4 separate regions of the Rattus norvegicus genome follow, and regions 1, 2 and 3 are each linked to region 4. Evidence: chromatin contacts called from public Hi-C and HiChIP or PLAC-seq data. All regions are on one chromosome and are shown on one strand. Each heading gives the region's core, a stretch centred on a gene start, on an enhancer-like site or on the middle of the called end of the contact. The rest is flanking DNA. Distances are from core to core; before and after follow the strand shown.

Region 1 (2,700 bases), core at 88-2,587, 360 kb before region 4:
GTATGTACGTATGTATTGCATGTGTGCAAGTGCCCATAGAATCCAGAAGGGGCGTAGGTCAGGAAGTAGTGAACTACCTGATCTCGGTGATGAAAACAAAAACCACGATTACAGCTCTGTGTTAGCTTAGGTCATAGACGTTTATTACATGGGAAATCCAAGACAAGTAAATTTGTTCTTACACCATTCTCTTAAAGGCAGGTTAAACAAACAGAGTACACAGTAGGATAGCAGGCTTAAGTGACTTCAAGGTGTATTATTAACTCTTGTTGTGAGGTCCAGCAAAAGTCCCAGTCTCTTAGAACGTAAGAGATATTTTTGTCATAATGTGTTGTCACAGTCCATTCTTAACATTAATAAGAATTTTAAGTATAGTCACCTGCCACTTTAGGACATTTTAATTAATGGACCCTGTAGACTCAGGAAGAATGATAAATGGAGCTTAAAATCCTTATCATTTGATAATCTTGTAGGAGTCTTAAAGTAATAACAAAATGCAGTGGATGTGTGATGTCTGTTGTACAAAATGAGGGCTCACTTCCCTAACCGCCCTACTCCCGCAGACTACAGTCTTTGAATACATACAACAATCAATGTTATGTGAAACACTGTGCCCTTCGGTGAACAGCAGCCATAGACAACTCAGACGTCTCTTTCTTGATTGCATTTGCTATAAGCTAATCCTGAGTTGTCACATACTGGCCCTGTGTGCCCTCGGACATTTCAGATGAAGTCTTAGGTCTGTGTAAGTACACCAGGACGGTCACACAATAGAGAAAGCTACCTCTGTTAAGAGACATGTATTTGTTTTAGTCCTTGGATAATACAGACATCCTGACCATGTATGAACATTCAAATTTTCCATTTTCCCACTTTTTTTTTTTTTTTGAGTCAGGTTTATCTGTGATAGAAATAATCTCTTTAAATTCAGATGAGGAACCTCTGAACAGAGACTGCTTTCTGCCAGGTGGAAAAACATCACCTGGGGACCACTGTCATCAGCAGAGCCCTGCGGAAGTCTGTCTTGTTTGACAGCAGGGATGAAGTACTTAATCAACACTCCTGGTTGGGGACTCCTCTTGTGGCCTGACTGAATTTCCGAGAGCAAACCGGGCAAGAGGGCAGAGCAGCCTAGCACAGACAAGGAGTCAGCTAGAGCTCTGCATCTGCGCACTCAGCAGGAAGAGTGGGCGGAACGGTAAGCGGAATCGCATATTACGTTTGTCCGGTCTGTTGGGGGCGGAGCTCAGTAATTTGACGTCTGTCACGGGAAAAGCTGTAGGGCGTGGTGTGTGTTGCGGGGCAGAGTCTGGAGGGGCAGGATCACGCCCGGGCACCAGCCCCGCCCAGCTACCCGAGGGCTCTAGGATAAAGTCAAAGCTACTCACACCGGAGGCTAGTGGACTCAGTCTCAGGCACCAGCATCATGCCTATGACACTGGGTTACTGGGACATCCGTGGGGTAAGCGACCACCTGATGAGTGGGAAGGATTGCAGGGCGAAGATAAGGCGAGGGGGGTAGGGGTGGGGCGCTAGAGGAATCCCTTGCTTGTCTAGCTGAGGATCTTGCACACATTTCCTTCAGTGCACCCGTGTGTACGCCCTTGGAGGAAGTGACGTCACATAGAAATCCCCCGGCCCCATTCCTGATTTATCCCTGCAGCTGGCTCATGCTATTCGATTACTCCTGGAATACACAGACTCAAGCTATGAGGAGAAGAGATACACCATGGGCGACGGTAATGCCATTCGTCGACTTCTCCTGTTCATTGGTGCTAAGCAATTGGTGCCTTCATTACATTACACGCCCACCCTCCCCAACACACACACACACACACACACACACACACACACACACACACACACACACTACAGAGCTCCCCCCGGGTGGACTTAGAATCTGCCTTTCTGTAAGCCCCTGAGCGTTGGGCTTGACCTTTGAATATAGAACTCTGGAAGTGGAGGGCTGGGTCCCCTTCCTGTTGAAATTAGGTCACATTCCCCATGAAGACTTGCCTCAACCTTTTCTAAGGTTAAGAGCTGTAGGGCTCTCAGTCCTAAGCACTCTTTATCCCTGAAGGGTCACTGTTCGAAGTTGCAGACACCTGCTTAGAGGGTTGGGTCCCTGGAATTGGTGTGTTAGACACTGGGCTGATTTCTTTATGTAATCTTACCAATCACAGCTCCTGACTATGACAGAAGCCAGTGGCTGAGTGAGAAGTTCAAACTGGGCCTGGACTTCCCCAATGTAGGTGCGGGGAAGGGGAGGTTTGGGGAAGGTCTGGTGCTCTTCCATGGCTGAGGGGGCTTGGAATCAACACTTCCTTCTGTTCACCTGCTCTCATTCCTGGTGGCTGCTGGTGTTTCTTAGATGGGAAAGGCTGTGTCCCAGCTTTTCCATTCAGTGTGCAGTGTGTTCATGAAGGCCTTCACATGCTAGCCATGATGACATGCTAGCCACGATGAATGCCAGGATACAAGTCTGTCCTAATCCAGAGATGGTTGGGACCTACTATCCCATCTGGCCATCCTTTCTTGTCCAAACAGCTGCCCTACTTAATCGATGGGTCACACAAGATCACCCAGAGCAATGCCATCCTGCGCTATATTGCCCGAAAGCACAACCTGTGTGAGTGGGGCTGGCTGCAGGGTGGTGCACGGGGGACAGCCTCCTTGGCTCAGCTGGTATGACGTGTCTGT
Region 2 (2,778 bases), core at 198-2,697, 390 kb before region 4:
TCATCCTATTTTACTGATGAGGAAGCTGACACACAGAAATCACCCAAGACCAAAGGGCCAAGGCAAGGCCAACCCTGGCTGGGAGGCTGCCCACGTGGCGAAAGGGAACAGGGAACACGGTGGGGGCGTGGCCAGGAGGCCGGAGGCGTGGCCGAACGGGGCGTGGCCGCGGACTTGGCGGGGCCTGGGGTAGGCGAGATTGGCGCGCAGCCCGGAAGATTACGGCGGGGGGTCGCACCTGTTGCGTGACTCCCCGGTAGCCCGGCCACGGGAGTCGGATCCCTAATTGATACCCAGAAAGTGGTGAAAAAGCCCTGGGCGAATTCCGGGTCCGGTTTTCTGGGGAGCACGTGGTCTGTTTCCTCTTGAGTGCGGGCTTGGGGTCGCGACTCCGGGGTCTCCTGAGGTCATTCTGGCCGCTGAAATCGGTGGGAGCCCGCCCCCGACCAGCTGGCCATTTTGAAAACCTGCCTTCCTTCCAGCTTCTCAGTGCGGGTGCAGGGGCCAGTGTGCGACTTCGCCCCGGTGGGGGCCCTCTCCCCTCCTCAGCCGGGCTTCCTCGCTGTGCAGACTCTCGTAGGCAGCCTTCGTGGTGCCCCTCGGGACTCGGGCAGTATGGCCTCTGGTAAGTGTGTGGCGCGTGTGTTGGTGATAAAGGGTCTCCAGGACAGAGGTGCCTTGGTCGGGTGGTAAGTGGGTGGTCTTGACAATGCCTGTAAAACCTAGGGGATATGAAGAGCCTCTAGAAGGATCCAGGGAAGTAGACCTTGAGTGTGCAGGCAGAGGGACAAGTCTGAGTAGGCTGGGGTCTTTCCCACCGACCTCAGACAAGACCCTGCCTCCTACTCTTCCTATCTTCCTAGGAGGCAGCTTCTGCCGGTCAGTGGAATTTTCCCAAGACAGGCCCCTCCCTCCTGGGCTCGAATTCTCAGTTTTGCCTCCTCCCGGAGCTGGGCTGTCCCTAGAGCAGGGGTCAGATGGAGAAGAAAAGAGGGGGGCTCTGGGTTTTCATGAGTACGCTTGCTCCGTCCCTGGAGGAAATGGATTTTGAGCTTGGAGAAGCTCAGGCGGTATTCTTGCCTATTATTTTTCTCGCTGGCTGCCTGGACCAGCCCCGCCTGGACTTTGGCTTCTTTGCCTTGAAGCTTTGGCAAAGTATGAGGGTTCCAGAGGTGGGGTGAGGGTGGTAAAGAGCTGAGAACTGGCGCTGCTGCATCTCTTTTTCTCTGCACCCCCACCCCAGTCCTAGCCACCATCAGACACGGCACTCCAGAGACTGGAGTGGGAAGGGAGGGATAAGGGGCAGGATGGAGGCCCCACTCCCCGAGGTTGCCTAGACAACATCAGAAATCGTGGCCAGGGCCTCTTCCGCCTGCGGGGCGCTGCTTCCTGCATCAGTCACTCCCGCTGGGGGCGGGGCGGAGGAAGGGGTTGGATGTGGGAGAGCTTGGCCCCAGCTGGTGAGGTTCCTCCGCTGTCGCCTTGGCCCCAGCCATGGCATCCTATCCTGGCCCAGGCAAGTCCAAGGCCAAATATCCCTTTAAGAAGCGGGCCAGCCTGCAAGCTTCCGCTGCCGCTCCAGGTGAGAGTTCTTGGCTTCAGGCATGGGCTCCCCCTCCTCTTGTCCAGGCCATTGAATGCCTCTGAGAAGGCCCCCCTTCTGCAGCACCCTCTCTGCAATGATGCCTCTCGACCTCGGTTCCAGGGCTGACTGGCTGGCTTGGTGGCGCAGGGAGGGAAATGGGAGGGGGTGCCTAGGTTTCCATGTCAGGGATGCTGCCCTCCCGTAACAAGGAGTAGGTGTGAATGTGGGTGCAGAAGCGGTGTATATGCACACGTGTCCGCTTGTGCAGATGCTGCGTGTGAAGTGTATGTGAATGGAGTGTGTGTGGGGGTGTGGGACTGACTGCGGACTGGCTACTCTGATTGGTGCCTGTGCCTATACCAGGCAGGCTCGGACTCTACTTGCCTTTCCTTATTCTTTCCCAGACCCTAGATCTAGCACTCCCTCACTGGTGAGTGGGGGTGGCGGGGGTCTGACATATGGGGTCGTGTATTGCTAGCACATACACCAGAGCTGGGGCTCCATTGCCAGTATCTGTGCTGTTTGCTTGTTCCTGGTCTGTGTTGTGAGTCTCTTCAGGGGTGTGGGGAGTCCTTGGGATGGCTGGCGGGCTGTGCACGCTGCACCCTTCCCTTTGGTTTACTAATGGGGCTAGGTGGACATCTCTGCACCATTTACAGCTGGTCGTGTAGTCCATCCAGCTGAGGACTTAGCTACTAGAGATCGTGCTTCCAGGGGTGTGTGACTGTCAGCAGTTCTCAAGTGTAATGGCTAAAGAAAGACCTTTTGGTGATTGATTGGATATTATTAACCCCTTATAGCTGCCCGTATTTACACCCTGACTGGCCTCTAGCTATTCTTACACTGCGGAATATACCTGTCTAGGCTTTGTACGGTACTGAGATATGTTCTCTGTGCTTGGATCTGTTTTCTAGGTGAATGCCCTGGGGCTAGCTCTGTGCTGGTTACTCTGTTGCTGAACCAGAGACCCTTAGGTGCTTAGACCATGAGAGCATATTGTCCTTGGGGTCAAAGCCTAGGGAAGCAGCCTTGATAATGAATGAGGAGGCCTGGAGTCAAGGTGATGGACTAAGCACCAGAATCCTGGAGCTGACGGAGTGGCCCCCTTTGGCTTTCGCCTGTATGTGTGTATATATGGTGTTGTAAATGCCGAGTTTTGGCACGGGTTCAGGGAGATGGTCGTGGCCCCGGGA
Region 3 (2,856 bases), core at 252-2,751, 460 kb before region 4:
GGCTCTGCATGTAGTGCGATGGAGCAATGTCTTCACCTCAAGAATACAGATGCCAACCAGGTAGTAGTGGCCCATGCCTTTAATCCCAGCGCTTGAGAGAGAGGCAGGTAGATCTCTGTAAGTTCAAGGCTGGCCTAGTCTACAAAATGAGTGTTAGGATAGCCATGGTTACGCAGAGAAAACATGTCTCGAAACACCTAAATGAAGAAAGAAAAAGGAAGAAAGAGAAAGAAAGAAAGGAAGGAAGGAAAGAAGGGAGGAAGGAAGGAAGGAAGGAAGGAAGGAAGGAAGGAAGGAAGGGAGAAAATGGATACCTTGGAGCTGAAGAGTTGGCTCAGCATTTGTATCTCTTGCAGAGGACCCAGGTTTGGTTCCCAGCACCACATGGTTGCTCACTTCCATGCATAACTCCAGTTTCAGGGGACCCAACAGCCTCTTCTGACGTCCACGGTCAGCTCACAGGCAGTGTGCATACATATATACTCAGGCGGAACACCCATACACAGGACAAACTTAAAGGAGAAAAATCTGAGTCCATCCATGCTCTGTGGAAATTTTAGGCTGCTGCCTTAGGAACCTATCCTTGAAATCAGCCACTGACAATGTTCTTCATAGCTAGCAGGAGGCCAGACTCCTTCGCTCCCTTCTAAAGGTTTGTCACATGACGGTGACACTCCCAGCTCTGTCCAGCCCTACAAATGCAGACCAACCTGAGCCTTCCGGAGAATCTGGCTTCTACTCTGCCTTCAGGGAGCAGAGGTATGGCTGTTTGGAAGGTCATTCAGGAGATATTAGATTCCCCTGTCTCCGTAAGCCCCCAGAGCTTCGTTCCAAATAAACATACAGTACATAAAATAATAGTGATGTGTTTTGGGCAGTGACAACTGCCGGGTTGAGATAGGGCCTTTGACTCTTCAAATCCCACTGCTGCCCATTAAGTCCTCGGCTATACAAATGTGTTGCTTTCTTAAGGGGGTCAAATCGTGGACCAGCTTCTGGGACTTGAGCTTTGCCCAGGACTAATCTTGACGTTCTGGTTGTGCACTGACCTGTCTACTCCAGAAGCACCTTGGTTCTGGTATTGTACAGAACCAGGCAATAAACAAAAAAGCTGTTGGAAACTTGGGGATCTCCTACCCCCTAATCCTCTTGAACATGTAAGAAACAACGGCCAAGTGGAAATGACTTGCCCAAGGTAACTCAGCTACTAAGTGCCCAGGGCTTTTTCTTTAACCAGGCTCATTGGGAGGGTTTCCCTTGCCTGCTTGCCATCAGCCGGCTCCTGGAAGCATTAGGATGCAGTCCAGGATCCTGAGAGAAGTATGAGGACCTGGGCTTTCTGAATGCACTGCCTGGGAACCCTGAGACCCAGCTGTCTGCTCCAGAAGTGACTCTGAGGGGCTGGTGGATAGCAGGAGGCCACTAGGACCCAGAAGCTCTCTGAGCATCCTGCTCTGCTGGCTGCCTCTCTCCGCTCACTGCAGTGGTTCAGGCTTCAGCAGCCTTGGAGAGGCATCAGCTGAGAAGAGCTATCACAGAGGAGCTGGGAGCTGCTCAGCAAAGGTAGGAGTTGCCGACTAGGCCAGGGATGTGGGGCAGACCCAGGGCCTGGTGGTGAGTGCTGTCTCAGCTTACAGAAGGGTGGCATTCCAAGGGGCAGCCCACCCTGTCCTATGGTGGGCAGTTCTGTCACAGGATGGGCTCTCGGGTGTCCCAAAGGTAGTATTGGCATGTGGGCATCTTTAAACCTAAGAAATGTGAGGTTGATCATCTTCTGCTGGCCAGAGAAACTACACCCTGCAATGGACAGCATTCTCTGTCTTCCTCGCCCAGTGTCATAGAGATAGGTCCCCACATCTCTGGAACAGGCCCTTCGGCATTCCAGGGTGATGGGCATCTAAGTCCAGGGCGTGGGCAGCTCTGCTAGGAAGAGGTGGTGAAGGTCCCTGCCAATCTCCCCTGGTCTAAGGGGCCCATGCTCCTGCCCGAAGGCAGGCCAGGCTCTGATCCTTGGCATAGAAGCTCTGGATGTGAGAAACAGGTACACGAGAATCCCAACAACACCTATGTGGCCTTGGGCTAGGCACGTGTGCACATTCTACATCCTGAAGGAAGGAGACCTCTCCCTTGACCACGGCCCTGCCAGAGGCCAGACCTCATACCCTGTAGTGGCAAAGCCTTCCAGGTGCTTGAAGGTCTCGAAGATGAGGAGGTGATATTGAAGGAAGCAGTGGGAGGGTGCGAGCGTCTATTGAGGCATGATGACATGAGCTGGGAGTGGAGTCAGACTCCTTGGGTTTCCCCTATGAAGCCATTACACCACAGCCCTCCCCTCCATAGCCTCCATCAATGAGAGAGTACTAAGTAGCCAACTACATTGGTGTATCTGTCACGAGGTAATTCAAACCTGGAATTTGAAGTCACTGTAGAATTTCTGACAAGACTGGAGGGTGGGGGCTGGGGAGGGAACTATAAGAAAGAAAAATACCTAGTGCCTGCCTGCCCAAGGCCCCATCATGGCTGCATAGCACCTCTCTGTGTCCATGTGTCCACAGGAAAACCATGTCTGCTTTTCTCAGTCAGGATTGTAGCTACGTATTGCTGGATTGGACTCCTGCTATCCATTTACACACAGTGGATTCTTCCTTCTTTGGGTACCACATCTTTTAGGCCCCACTCCCAGGTAGAGTAGATGCAGGGAGTAAAGGGTAAAGATGCATCCTCTAGGATTTCTTTTAGACATTTTATTTTCCCTGGTAGACTGTCTTATGAGAATCTGACATCTCCGTGGAGAGAGAGGCAAGTCTCTAGGCAGTTGTCCAAAGTTAGGGAAGCCGCAAATCCAGGAGCTTGGGC
Region 4 (2,994 bases), core at 350-2,849:
CCTCAGTTGACCCCAGCTTACAAACAGGCTTTCCCTTCTCAAATGGATGAGTTCTTGGAAACATAAATATGCCACATACACCTCTATCATCCCAGGGCCTTTAACGGGAGACTGTACACAGTAGAACCCAGAGACTGTGCTAGTCCAAACTGAATGCCCTGCACTTGCACACTCACTGCAAGTGGAGCTGGCAGGGAAAGACTACTGCCTAGAGAGTGCGTGGAGCAAGAGAACAGATTTGGCTGTGGCTTTTTCTCAATCTGCCCTGTTCTCTGCCCTCTGATCCACCCATCAACCTTATCTTAATGACCTCTTCACATCAGCACTGCAGCCCTTAGAAGGTCTTGTAAACAGACAAGGCCCAGGAGGAGATGGTGATGGAGGTCATAAAGGGTTGTGTAGAAACCAGACTACTCTCAGCTTGTTCTGCCCCCTGTGAAGTCAAAAAGCAAACACTGTCCCCTGGAAATAGGCTTCTGGTCCAAAGGGCCCAGGGTGTGTGTGGGCCGCCAGTGAGTAGTGAGTAGGTCTCCAACACTGAATTTTCCCATGGAGGGCCGGAAAATGCGTCCGATAGAATTCTGGCTTATGCTCCCAAGTATTGCTTTTGATATGCCATCTTCCCGATTCCCGACGCCCTTTCACCTCCGCATTCCGAGGTCTCCTGGGGAATTGGCAGTCCCAAGACCCTCAGTCTTGTGGCATCTTTATAGGAACCACACAGGGCTCAACAGGGCTGATGGCACCACCTGGCGGCAGACAAGGTACAACTACTCACCCTTGGAAGCTAATCATCCCGGAGCAGGAAAGGAGGGGCGGTTCCTGCGGCCCGGTCTAGCGTGATGACGTCACTAGAGCGCGCCATTTCTCCCCGCCTCTTTCCCCACCCTCCTTGGTGCTGCCAGTACTTGACGTGGCGTCTCCGCCCTCTACCCTTACTTTGCGTGCGTGCTTGCGTGTGGCGGAGGTGGCTGCGCGGGCAGGTCGGAGCTGCGTGCTGTTGCTTCTGGTTCTTCTGTGGCCGCCGTCGCTGTCCGGCAGGCTTGGGTTGAGAAGCCGACAAGGCGCGCGGGTCACAGCCCTTCGGAAGCCCAAGGAGCTCGGCGCGGGGCCTGGCGGGAAGGCGGGCGAGCGCGTGGCCCAGGGCGCCGCGCGGACGGGCGGGCGCCCGTGAGGGGAAGAGGCGGGGGCGGCGGGTTAGCCGCGGGCCGGGCCGGCCGGGGGATGTCGATGCCTGACGCGATGCCGCTGCCCGGTGTCGGGGAGGAGCTGAAACAGGCCAAGGAGATCGAGGACGCCGAGAAGTACTCCTTCATGGCCACGGTCACCAAGGCTCCCAAGAAGGTGCGGGGGCTCTGGGTGGCGGCGAGGGCCCTCGCGGAAGGGGCGCGAGCAAGCCCCGGGCCCGGACTCGGGTAGTTCGGGACTTCGGGCTAAGGTTTGGGGTGCTCAGGACCATTGACACGATAAAGGGGGTGGCCGGTGAGCGGCGATGGGCCTATCTAGAGCCAAAGAGGCCGCTCTGACCTCGCTTTTCTTTGTCCCTCGGCCGGAGTCCTCCTGGATCTTTCTGAAGCCCGACAGGGCCAGGCCTTAAATTCGCGACAGACTTTTCCTGGATGGAGGAGGGCCTTGAAGACGAGATTGGGAGGGGGTGAACGACTCATCTGACCTGTCCAGGGGATGAGGGTGTGCAGGAAATTTCCCCTCAGGTGAGTGGGGGAAATCAGGCAGCGCTTTTTCAAGGCATCTCTTGGGGAAGAATTGGCTGTTTCACCAACAACTGCGTGATAGCTTAGAGGCAAGAGGAAAGAACTATATGAACTGGTTTGTGCAGCTGAAGGTTCTAAAAGCAACAAGAGATTGAAGGGCAAAATGATACTCTCCTTTCAGTCTTCCACTTGTTAGGAAGTATGAGAGAAAGGAAAATTTAGAGGTTGGTGACAGTAGACACTGACATGGATGCGGGCTGATCCCAGTCATGTGAATAGATCACTTAGACATCCCTCCAGAAAGAAGCTTGGGTGGGTTGGAGAGGTGGGTGGTAAGAAATGATTGCTCATTCTTTACTGCACTTACTGAAGCAGAACAAGTTCAGCCTATTGTGCTGAGGGTTGAGCTCAAAGGACATCCTTGTACTGCTCTTGGAAAAGGTGATCCAAGGAGGACTGAGTCTAACCAGCTCTCTCAGTGGTGGGATTGGGATCCCCAGTGCTTTCTGTCAAACATTCTCTGACCTTCCTCTAGCCTGGTACCCAATTAGCAGTCTACCAACAGCAAGAGGTGACCTTTCTGAAATATTTCCCTCTTGTTTAAAGTCATTTCAAAGCTCATCCTACCTATGGTATTTGTGGGGTTCAGGGATGATATAAATTCAGCAGAGCAAGGTTTGCAGAGATAGTTAATCCCCAAGGTTCCTGCACCTGAACTAGTTAGGCTGCTCTCAGTGCCTGAGAGAACTTTATTTTCCTCCAGGAAACTAATTGGTCTCAGAAAAAGAAGTCATCACTGTGTTTTAGCTCTGCTTTCTCACACAATTGAGATTGTTACCAAGAACACCTTTAAAGGGTTTATAGAAGATCCCTTGATCCTAAGGGATCCAGTTGACCTCATTTTTAGTGCTCTCATTCTCCTGACTGCTTTGTTGGAGAAGTGACCTTTTGCAGTCTGCACTATTTGAATACAAAGTTAGAGTTCTTACAAGCAAAATACTTTCGTGCAGTACCTTGGATGACTTAAGGGAAAGAATTGGAAACCCTGATAGCTGAATCCCCCTGACTCTTATTTATCTCTTACCATAAGCCCACCTTTTGTCTAACTACTCCAGAGAGTATTGGTCATTTTTATTGTTCCTTTTTTTCTTTCAGTGTAACTATATTCTTGCAAGTCAATATTGATAAGCCAAAATCTGTATTATACATTGTAAACTCATAGAGGCAAGGACTCTCATTTACCAGTGTACATATGGGGCCTAGTTCTGTACCTTGCATATAG

What was found. Hi-C and Micro-C count contacts between places; a contact is called where the count stands out from the background. HiChIP or PLAC-seq counts read pairs in DNA pulled down with a chosen protein or histone mark.
Region 1: an H3K27ac HiChIP or PLAC-seq map of oligodendrocytes shows a contact between it and region 4, with 9 times the contacts expected there. The contact joins the promoter of Gstm4 here to the promoter of Ahcyl1 in region 4. A contact is called at or near these places in 7 of 12 Hi-C or Micro-C datasets (the A7r5 cell line, Schwann cells, frontal cortex and 4 more) and 1 of 1 datasets of contacts at active chromatin or transcription factors (oligodendrocytes).
Region 2: a contact with region 4 is called in an H3K27ac HiChIP or PLAC-seq map of oligodendrocytes, with 8 times the contacts expected there. The contact joins the promoter of Ampd2 here to the promoter of Ahcyl1 in region 4. A contact is called at or near these places in 2 of 12 Hi-C or Micro-C datasets (liver and psoas muscle) and 1 of 1 datasets of contacts at active chromatin or transcription factors (oligodendrocytes).
Region 3: a contact with region 4 is called in a Hi-C map of liver, with 3 times the contacts expected there. The contact joins the promoter of Gpr61 here to the promoter of Ahcyl1 in region 4. A contact is called at or near these places in 10 of 12 Hi-C or Micro-C datasets (the A7r5 cell line, the Rat2 cell line, Schwann cells and 5 more) and 1 of 1 datasets of contacts at active chromatin or transcription factors (oligodendrocytes).

What each region holds. Positions count from the first base shown.
Region 1 is chr2:198,372,020-198,374,719 of GRCr8, reverse strand. It overlaps Gstm4 (glutathione S-transferase mu 4), which reads left to right and starts at 1,337. Exons shown (of 8, transcript NM_001024304.1): 1 at 1,337-1,462; 2 at 1,664-1,739; 3 at 2,184-2,248; 4 at 2,548-2,629. The coding sequence starts at 1,427.
Region 2 is chr2:198,405,836-198,408,613 of GRCr8, reverse strand. It overlaps Ampd2 (adenosine monophosphate deaminase 2), which reads left to right and starts at 1,447. Exons shown (of 18, transcript NM_001101681.2): 1 at 1,447-1,582. The coding sequence starts at 1,495.
Region 3 is chr2:198,476,406-198,479,261 of GRCr8, reverse strand. Gpr61 (G protein-coupled receptor 61) reads left to right here and starts at 1,501. Exons shown (of 2, transcript NM_001107715.2): 1 at 1,501-1,563.
Region 4 is chr2:198,014,716-198,017,709 of GRCr8, reverse strand. Ahcyl1 (adenosylhomocysteinase-like 1) reads left to right here and starts at 1,599. Exons shown (of 16, transcript NM_001108561.1): 1 at 1,599-1,712. It overlaps LOC120100914 (a long non-coding RNA gene), which reads right to left and starts at 914. Exons shown (of 3, transcript XR_005501202.2): 1 at 779-914.